2 separate regions of the Rattus norvegicus genome follow, and region 2 is linked to region 1. The links are chromatin contacts, called in public Hi-C maps. All regions are on one chromosome and are shown on one strand. Each heading gives the region's core, a stretch centred on a gene start, on an enhancer-like site or on the middle of the called end of the contact. The rest is flanking DNA. Distances are from core to core; before and after follow the strand shown. Region 1 overlaps Pla2g4a (phospholipase A2 group IVA). Region 2 has its middle 28 kb from the start of Pdc.

Region 1 (4,060 bases), core at 927-3,426:
TGTAGGGTTGTGTTTTTTGTAAAGTTTAATGATACTGAAAGAAAAGAGAGCTAAGGAGATCCTCATTTTCTATTTTGAAATGAATAGACTCATATAATCTTTGGGGTAAAATCTATTAAATTTGATAAACTAACCTTTAATGAAAGGAACTAGAATTGTAGGAACCATAAATATCCCCTTAGAAACATACTCCCATATATATTTTAAACAACTACATTTCTCTTGCTATTTTCAGTTCTTGTTTATATTAGACCCGATAAGACATTTGCTGTAAGTTATTGTATAGTTCTCCTTACATGCCTTACAAGCGTTCCTCCACGCAGTTTATTTGATGCAGACGTGAAAGACTTAAAGCCTGGACAAAAATAGACTGATTTCCAAAACAATCATCCTGAGCTTAATAAACATTGTATCTTCACAACCTATTTACTAAGCATTACATATAATAAAATATTTGACACGTGAGAATTTTATACATCGTATTTTTATGATAGTCAGTGTTACCCCCAAACTTTTCCCAAAGGGACATCCCAATTCTATCACACCCAACATTGTTTCTCTTTTTTTCTTTTTTACTATAGAAAGTCCAGTTAGTGGATACAATCTTCTTGATTGTGTGACCATCCATTAGAAAGTGTAATATCCTTAGAGAATAAAAGTGCTTCTGTCAGTTACCGATAACTCCTGAGGTACAGCTAGAACTTCATAACCACTATCCCCGCCCCATGATAGGATTTTGTCTGGTTTGAGCTTGTACAGATCCCATGCTTGATGTCATAACCACTGTGAGTTTCTGCAGTCAACTACCCCCTTTTGTGTAAACCAACATTTTTTATAGCTTCTGCTAACATTTGAAGCATGACATTTACAGGCAAAGATAGGGGTATTAGAGTATCTTCACATGAAGGTTAGGTGACGTCTTAGTTATGTTTTTATTGCTTCCATAAGATGCTGTGACCAAGCCAACTTATAGGAGAAAGTTCACTGGGGCTATTTCAGAGGATGACTTTGTGATCACCATAGCAGGGAAGCAGGGCAGCAAGCAGGCAAGCATAGTACTGGAGTATTAACCAAGGGCTTACAACTTGAGACATAACTACAAGTCAGAGAGAAAGCTAACTGATGATGGCATGGACTTTTGAAATACCAAAGCCCACCCGGAGTGATACACATACTCCAACAGGCCACCTAATGTGATCCTTCCCAAACAGGTCCACCGACTAGGGAACAAGCATTCAAATATATGAGGCTTTGGGAGTCTCTCTCATTTGAATCACCATCGACCACTTGTAACTGAACATTCTACTCCAACTTCAAGAGGTTTGGATTTTTCATCTTGAAAGCAGGAACAATAGGATTCATTATAGGGGCAGTGTGACTGTGAATGTGTAACCATGTAGGGCATTAATAGTTCCCTGCAAGCATAAGCCATTTAAACATGATGATCTTAGCTATGCATGCCAACCTCCTGCTGCCTGATGTGCATGGAGAATCTACAAATTAAACAGTGAAAACGTTAAGGATTTACCATATAAACAAATTGTAGAGATGGTGACAGGATAGGCATTAAGTAAATGTTTTAAATTTATGAGTGTATGCTTTTTCCTAAATTAAATGGCCATTTTGACTTACATTTAAGTGCTTCTGAGTATGTGTATGCGTGTGCATGTGTGTGTGTGTGTGTGTGTGTGTGTGTGTTGTGTGTGTGTGTGTGTTATTCTATTTTTACTGATATCTTATTTCTTGGTGGCCTCTTGCATAGCATATATCCAAGAATAAACACATTTTGTCATAAAAATTATTGGTAAGTGGTGATGCATAAAAATTATTCAAGTTTTGCTAGGCTTACATTGCAGCAACATACATTAACTTCAGTTGCTTAAAACCTTCCACACCACATGGGTGGAGCAGAACACGGACTGCACGTAAGCAAAACTGCATGTGGATCGTCAGAGTGGTTTTCACATGGCATAAACTGGAATAAAACACGATACAAAGTCGTTAATCTACCAAATCCTAAGACAATTTTCAACCTTGTGGCCAGATACACTGTGGCTTAAGGTGTCTCCTTGCAATTTGCTTTCTGATCTGGGTTTGGTCTGAAAAGGCCTCTGGGTATCCAGCAGCTGGGAACTCCTGCTGGCTACTCTCCGAGGACGTCCTTCCGAGCACTGTATTTCTGCTTTGGCTCACTTTTTGACAGCAGTCTGGCTTTCTCATGAGCGTCAATTTTCTGTACTTACTCAGTCCTCCCAAATTCCTTTGCGATGAACACTGCCGCAATGCTTTTACAGTTAGGGAATTTTGTGGGATTTAGATTTTTCTTTTCCCTATTAGAAACTTAGGGTATAGTGACTTAGACTGGTGGACTTGTGGTACGTGGTAGGCAGAGGCTTTGGATTCAGACAAAATTGTGTGTCTAGTCATTGCTCAGCTGTCTCTTAACTGGGTGACCTTGAACGTGTAGATTATTTTCTCCTGTTGTAAGGGGAATCAGCAATACATTTTATAGGATCAGGAGTTTGGTTCATATAACTTAAGGACTTAGGATGTAATAGGATCTCAGGAAATTGAAACAGCAAATATAATGAACAATTTTTACTTTCTGTATTCTTTTCTGCTTATAAGTATACATTATGAACACCATAAAAAAAACATGGCGTTTATCTTCTGTTCTCTGGGAATAGTGATCATAATGCCTGGCACCTCCAATGAATATACAATGTATTTTTGTGTATTTGTTTTTATAAGTCACTGACTGGTTGAATATAATGAGGGCGAGAATAAAAGTTGCCGCTGGTTGTAGATGGAGTTGTTGACCATGAAGCCTGTTTACAATACATACCTGCCCATGTGGCATGTACGCTTAGAAGCCATTACTTTGATATGGAGAGAACGTGGGTTGGGAGGGCTGTTTTAAGTACTTGTTGACTTGGCTTGTTTTCCATTCTTATTTAGTTATCCGTTCGGTAGGCAAATTCAGGCACATTCTACGATACTATTACACATCACTAAGTTCAATAATTGCTGGTGTGCACCGTCTGCTTAAATTTTTGTCAGATGGTTTCATAAAGTGTTTTTAGTAGTTACTTCTCTTGTTCATTGTGTGACAAAAGCAGGAGATGTGTGATTTGGTTCAGGAGTGGAGGGTATCATCCATGATGGTGGTGAAGGTATGACCGTAGCAGGTGAAGCAGCATTGACAGTCACAGAGTGGTGAGAACGACGGTCCGTGGGATGATGCTGCCCAATTCTAAGTTGATTTTCCCACTGCACTTAACTTGCTGGTCACAGATATGCTCAGAGGTTTATCTCCTAGGCGATTCTAGAGTGTGACAAGATGGCAGTTGATGTTGACCATTGCTGTGTTAAAAAGTGTGTGTTAATCAGAGTGAGGGAAGTACATGTCCTAAGTTCTACGAGTTAATTTTCAGTCTAATGGCATTTCATCATTATGATTACACTGGCTAGGTACAAATTACAGTGTTTGCCTATGCGAAAGATAATCTGAAAATTGAATATCCTGACCTACTTTATTAGGGATAAAGGGGAGGGGAGATGGTGGTTCCACTTGCACATCATATACAGTCTTGGCCAAGATCCTAAACAAATTGTAGAACACACAGAAAAGCCTGTGGATTCATTAAAGCATGGTTCTGTACAATATAGGATCCTTTAGAGTAAAGATTTAGAATTATAAAATAAACTACCTATTTTTTTTATCTTTAGGTTTTAGGATGCATGGACAGACATATAGAAATGTGATTTCTTCAGTTCAATGAATGCCTAACATGACATGTTAAGCTGTTAATAATGATCAATTTCTGGCCCAAACAAATAAGATATGAGTAAAAGCTAGCCTGTGTTTGTTAAAACCAAATCATATGAAACCACTTCTGTATCCTTCCTTAAAACAGGGCAAGTCTACAGAATAAAGAAAAATCAGTAGAGACTTGGGTAAAAAAAAAAAAAAAAAAGAAATGTGATTTCTTGAATTGAATATGTAGGGTCTAATTCCGAGAGGAACCCAGGACCCAGGGTAGTCTGTTTGAATTTTTTC
Region 2 (4,060 bases), core at 1,162-3,661, 450 kb before region 1:
TAGATGAAATGCCCTACAGTGGAGAGAGAAAACTTGTAGAGCCCACTTCCAGCAGAAAGACAGGGCATCAAGTGAGAGATGGGGTTACCATGCCACGGTCATAAACTCTGACTCATAATTGTTCCTGTCTGAAAGAACTGCAGACACAAAAATGGAGAAGAGCCTGAGGAAAAGGAGGTTCAGTAACAGGCCCAAAGTGAGATCCAGCTCAAGGGGAGACTCCAAGGCCTGAAGCTATTACTAAGACTATGTGCTCACAAATAGGGGCCTATCATGACTGCCCTCAGAAAGGCCCAACAAGCAGCTGAAAGAGTCAGATGCAGATATTTACACCCAACCAATGGACAGAAGCTGCTGACCCTGTGATTGAATTAGGGAAAAGCTGGAAGGAGCTGAGGAGGAGGGTAAGCATGTAGGAGGACCAACAGTATCAACTAACCTGGGCCCTCAAGATCTCTCAGACCCTGGGCCACCAACCAGGTAGCATACACCAGCTGATATGAGGCCCCCAACACATATACAGCAGAGGACTGCAGGGTTTGGCCTCAGTCAGAGAAGATGCACCTAACCCTCAAGAGACTGGAGGCCCCAGGAAGTGGGGAGGTCTGGTGGTTGGTTAGTGGGAAGGTAGGGACTTCCTCATGGAGATGGGGGGAGGAAGTATGGGATGTCTAACAGGCAGAAGGTGGACTGGGATGGGGATAAAATCTGGACTGTAGAAAAAGATTAAATTATAAAAAAGGAAAAAATGAAAGATTTATTTACTGTTTCTCATGGTTCTGGTCCAGGGTCTGGTAAGGGCTTTCTTGCTGACAGTGCCATTACATAGCACAGCACATCACTTGGTGAGAGACAGGAAATCGTGTGTGTGTGTGTGTGTGTGTGTGTGTGAGTGTGTGTTTTGTGTGTGTGTGCCACTAGTGTTCGATCATGGGAACTCTACCACATGACCTTATCTAATTCTAGTCACCTTCCAGAAGCCTTACTTATCATCGCTGTAGTGGGATAAAGTTTCCACCTTCTTATGATGGGGATTATATTTTAACATGAATTTCCAGGTAGACGTTTTGGAGTAGACAACTGTCTTTGAGCCAAGGCACATAGGATTACTTATTCTGAGCCTTAATACACTCCATGCAATTCATGACCTTGATGGACTCCTCCATCTGCATTTGGAGAATTTTGCACTTGATAAATATATTAAGAGATTGTCTAGAGCCAGAGAAATAAAGGTCAATTAATATAGAAATGATAAATGATGTCTTTAAGGACCCCTTCGCTCAGGACAACTACTTGAATGAGAATTTTGGGAGTAAACTCTTAACACTGGGCTTTCCTTGGCTTTCATTTGTTCTTTTCATAGCTGTCATTGCTTTGATGACCGGCTTGCAAGTTTATGAAAACATAGATCAAAGTTTTCAACTTTATTTACCGGTAGAGCATTAGCTGATATCGGAGGCCAAAATATCTAGCCTTTGAAGTTGTATTTATTCTTACTAAAGTGATTCAGTGATTGACATTGGCAATATAACTTATTAGAAATATTATCCAAACATTTTTTTGCTGGAAAAACAGTAAAATACTTTTCACTAGTTTGTTAATATGAGTCAGCATCAAATCAAATCTAAATTATATGTAGGAAGTCTAGTCAGTGACGCTAATACTGTACATTGATTTAGGAAAAACTTGCCAAAGGTAATAAATTGAAATGGACCTACAAAGATGCTGAGGGTCCTCAGAAAGCTGAGAAACTATGTTTGGCACATGCTTTGATGCTACTGCTCTTTTGGACCAGGCAGTTCCTTGTTGTGGGGACTGCCCTGGTTATCTGAGACATTTTTTTCAACATTTCTGAACTGAATCTACCAGGCGTCTATAGGAATCCTGTTGTCACCTTAGGTACAACAACCAAAATATCTCTAAATATTATTGTCATCCACGTAAGACATGCCAACAGCCCCTGGTCGAGTACCACTGATTTAGCACTTAAAAGGTATTACGATGTAATTAGAGAAATTGTCTTAGTTTTAGTATCTTCCCAGGCAAGCCAGGTCAGAGTTTTGCAATCTGGGCATAAAGGAAGTTGCGGAGTTCTCTCAAGGAGATGGCTTGATTCATTCGCCAAGTGATGCTGACTAGTCCTGGAGAAATAAGCATGGCTAGTGCTTTGACTACCGTAGGACAGATATCTTGAAACCCCATACCTGATTTCCTGAGGGCTCCGTGGTGACTGTACATTTTTTCTGAGATTCCCTGAATAAGACAGACACAATAATTTCCAGATGAGTCACTAAAATTATAGTTTAGGAAATCTGAAGCATATTAAAAATACAGTTTAAAGTCGACTCATGTTTTACTTTTCCACTTCAAATACCGAGTGAATTTATCCTTTTTCCACTTGCACTGATTTCTGTAAACTTGCTTGACTTAGTTTTAGTCATCTGCTTGACTGAGCAGCAGGGGGTATGACTGTCTAGGATCAACTGGGCAGCTTCCAGTAGTTTTAAAAGTTATGCTTAAAGAATGTAAGATGATAGAAACCTGAACCACTGAAAACATTCACCTTATGAAAACTAAAAACAAAAGAAAAAAGTATTTATTGTTATATCAGATCCAGGGTCAGGATCTTAATTTCCTAAAGAAAACAACTTTTTATAGCTTAATATATTTGGGTTATAACATGGATGTAGAATGAACTTAGCCAACTTGAGTTAGAATAAGTCTAATCCTTATGAATTTGCCTAACAAATATATTTCTTAAGGATCACTAGGTGATGTGGCAGAAGCTTTATTTTTTTTTTTTATTATCTTGAGTATTTCTTATATACATTTCAAGTGTTATTCCCTTTCCCGGTTTCCGGACAGACATCACCCTCCCCCCTCCCCTTCCTTGTGGGTGTTCCCCTCCCAAACCTCCCCCCATTGCCACCCTCCCCGCATAGTCTAGTTCACTGGGGGTTCAGTCTTAGCAGGACCCAGGGCTTCCCCTTCCACTGGTGCTCTTACTAGGATATTCATTGCTACCTATGAGGTCAGAGTCCAGGGTCAGTCCATGTATAGTCTTTAGGTAGTGGCTTAGTCCCTGGAAGCTCTGGTTGCTTGGCATTGTTGTACTTTTGGGGTCTCGAGCACCTTCAAGCTCTTCCAGTTCTTTCTCTGATTCCTTCAACGGGGGACCTATTCTCAGTTCAGTGGTTTGCTGCTGGCATTCGCCTCTGTATTTGCTGTATTCTGGCTGTGTCTCTCAGGAGCGATCTACATCCGGCTCCTGTCGGTCTGCACTTCTTTGCTTCATCCATCTTGTCTAATTGGGTGGCTGTATATGTATGGGCCACCTGTGGGGCAGGCTCTGAATGGGTGTTCCTTCAGTCTCTGTTTTAATCTTTGCCTCTCCCTTCCCTGCCAAGGGTATTCTTTTTCCTCATTTAAAGAAGGAGTGAAGCATTCACATTTTGATCATCCGTCTTGAGTTTCGTTTGTTCTAGGGATCTAGGGTAATTCAAGCATTTGGGCTAATAGCCACTTATCAATGAGTGCATACCATGTATGTCTTTCTGTGAGTGGGTTAGCTCACTCAGGATGATATTTTCCAGTTCCAACCATTTGCCTACGAATTTCATAAACTCGTTGTTTTTGATAGCTGAGTAATATTCCATTGTGTAGATGTACCACATTTTCTGTATCCATTCCTCTGTTGAAGGGCATCTGGGTTCTTTCCAGTTTCTGGCTATTATAAATAAGGCTGCGATGAACATAGTGGAGCACGTGTCTCTTTTATATGTTGAGGCATCTTTTGCGTATATGCCCAAGAGAGGTATGGCTGGATCCTCAGGCAGTTCAATGTCCAATTTTCTGAGGAACCTCCAGACTGATTTCCAGAATGGTTTTACCAGTCTGCAATCCCACCAACAATGGAGGAGTGTTCCTCTTTCTCCACATCCTCGCCAGCATCTGCTGTCACCTGAGTTTTTGATCTTAGCCATTCTCACTGGTGTGAGGTGAAATCTCAGGGTTGTTTTGATTTGCATTTCCCTTATGACTAAAGATGTTGAACATTTCT

The links. A called contact is a pair of places that touch in the nucleus more often than the background predicts.
Region 2: a contact with region 1 is called in a Hi-C map of the A7r5 cell line, with 3 times the contacts expected there. The contact joins two enhancer-like sites. A contact is called at or near these places in 10 of 12 Hi-C or Micro-C datasets (the A7r5 cell line, Schwann cells, frontal cortex and 6 more) and 1 of 1 datasets of contacts at active chromatin or transcription factors (oligodendrocytes).

Annotation. Positions count from the first base shown.
Region 1 is chr13:64,432,792-64,436,851 of GRCr8, reverse strand. The region is part of intron 17 of Pla2g4a (phospholipase A2 group IVA); the gene reads left to right. Among named protein-coding and RNA genes, the nearest start is that of Pla2g4a, 140 kb to the left of the region's middle. Within about 2 kb of position 2,176, at least 6 of the 93 cell types and tissues checked have an H3K27ac peak or open chromatin away from gene starts, as enhancers often do. A contact at or near this core is called in the A7r5 cell line, where this site is marked.
Region 2 is chr13:64,878,707-64,882,766 of GRCr8, reverse strand. It overlaps a transcript of Pdc not described here. Among named protein-coding and RNA genes, the nearest start is that of Pdc, 28 kb to the left of the region's middle. Within about 2 kb of position 2,411, at least 5 of the 93 cell types and tissues checked have an H3K27ac peak or open chromatin away from gene starts, as enhancers often do. A contact at or near this core is called in the A7r5 cell line, where this site is marked.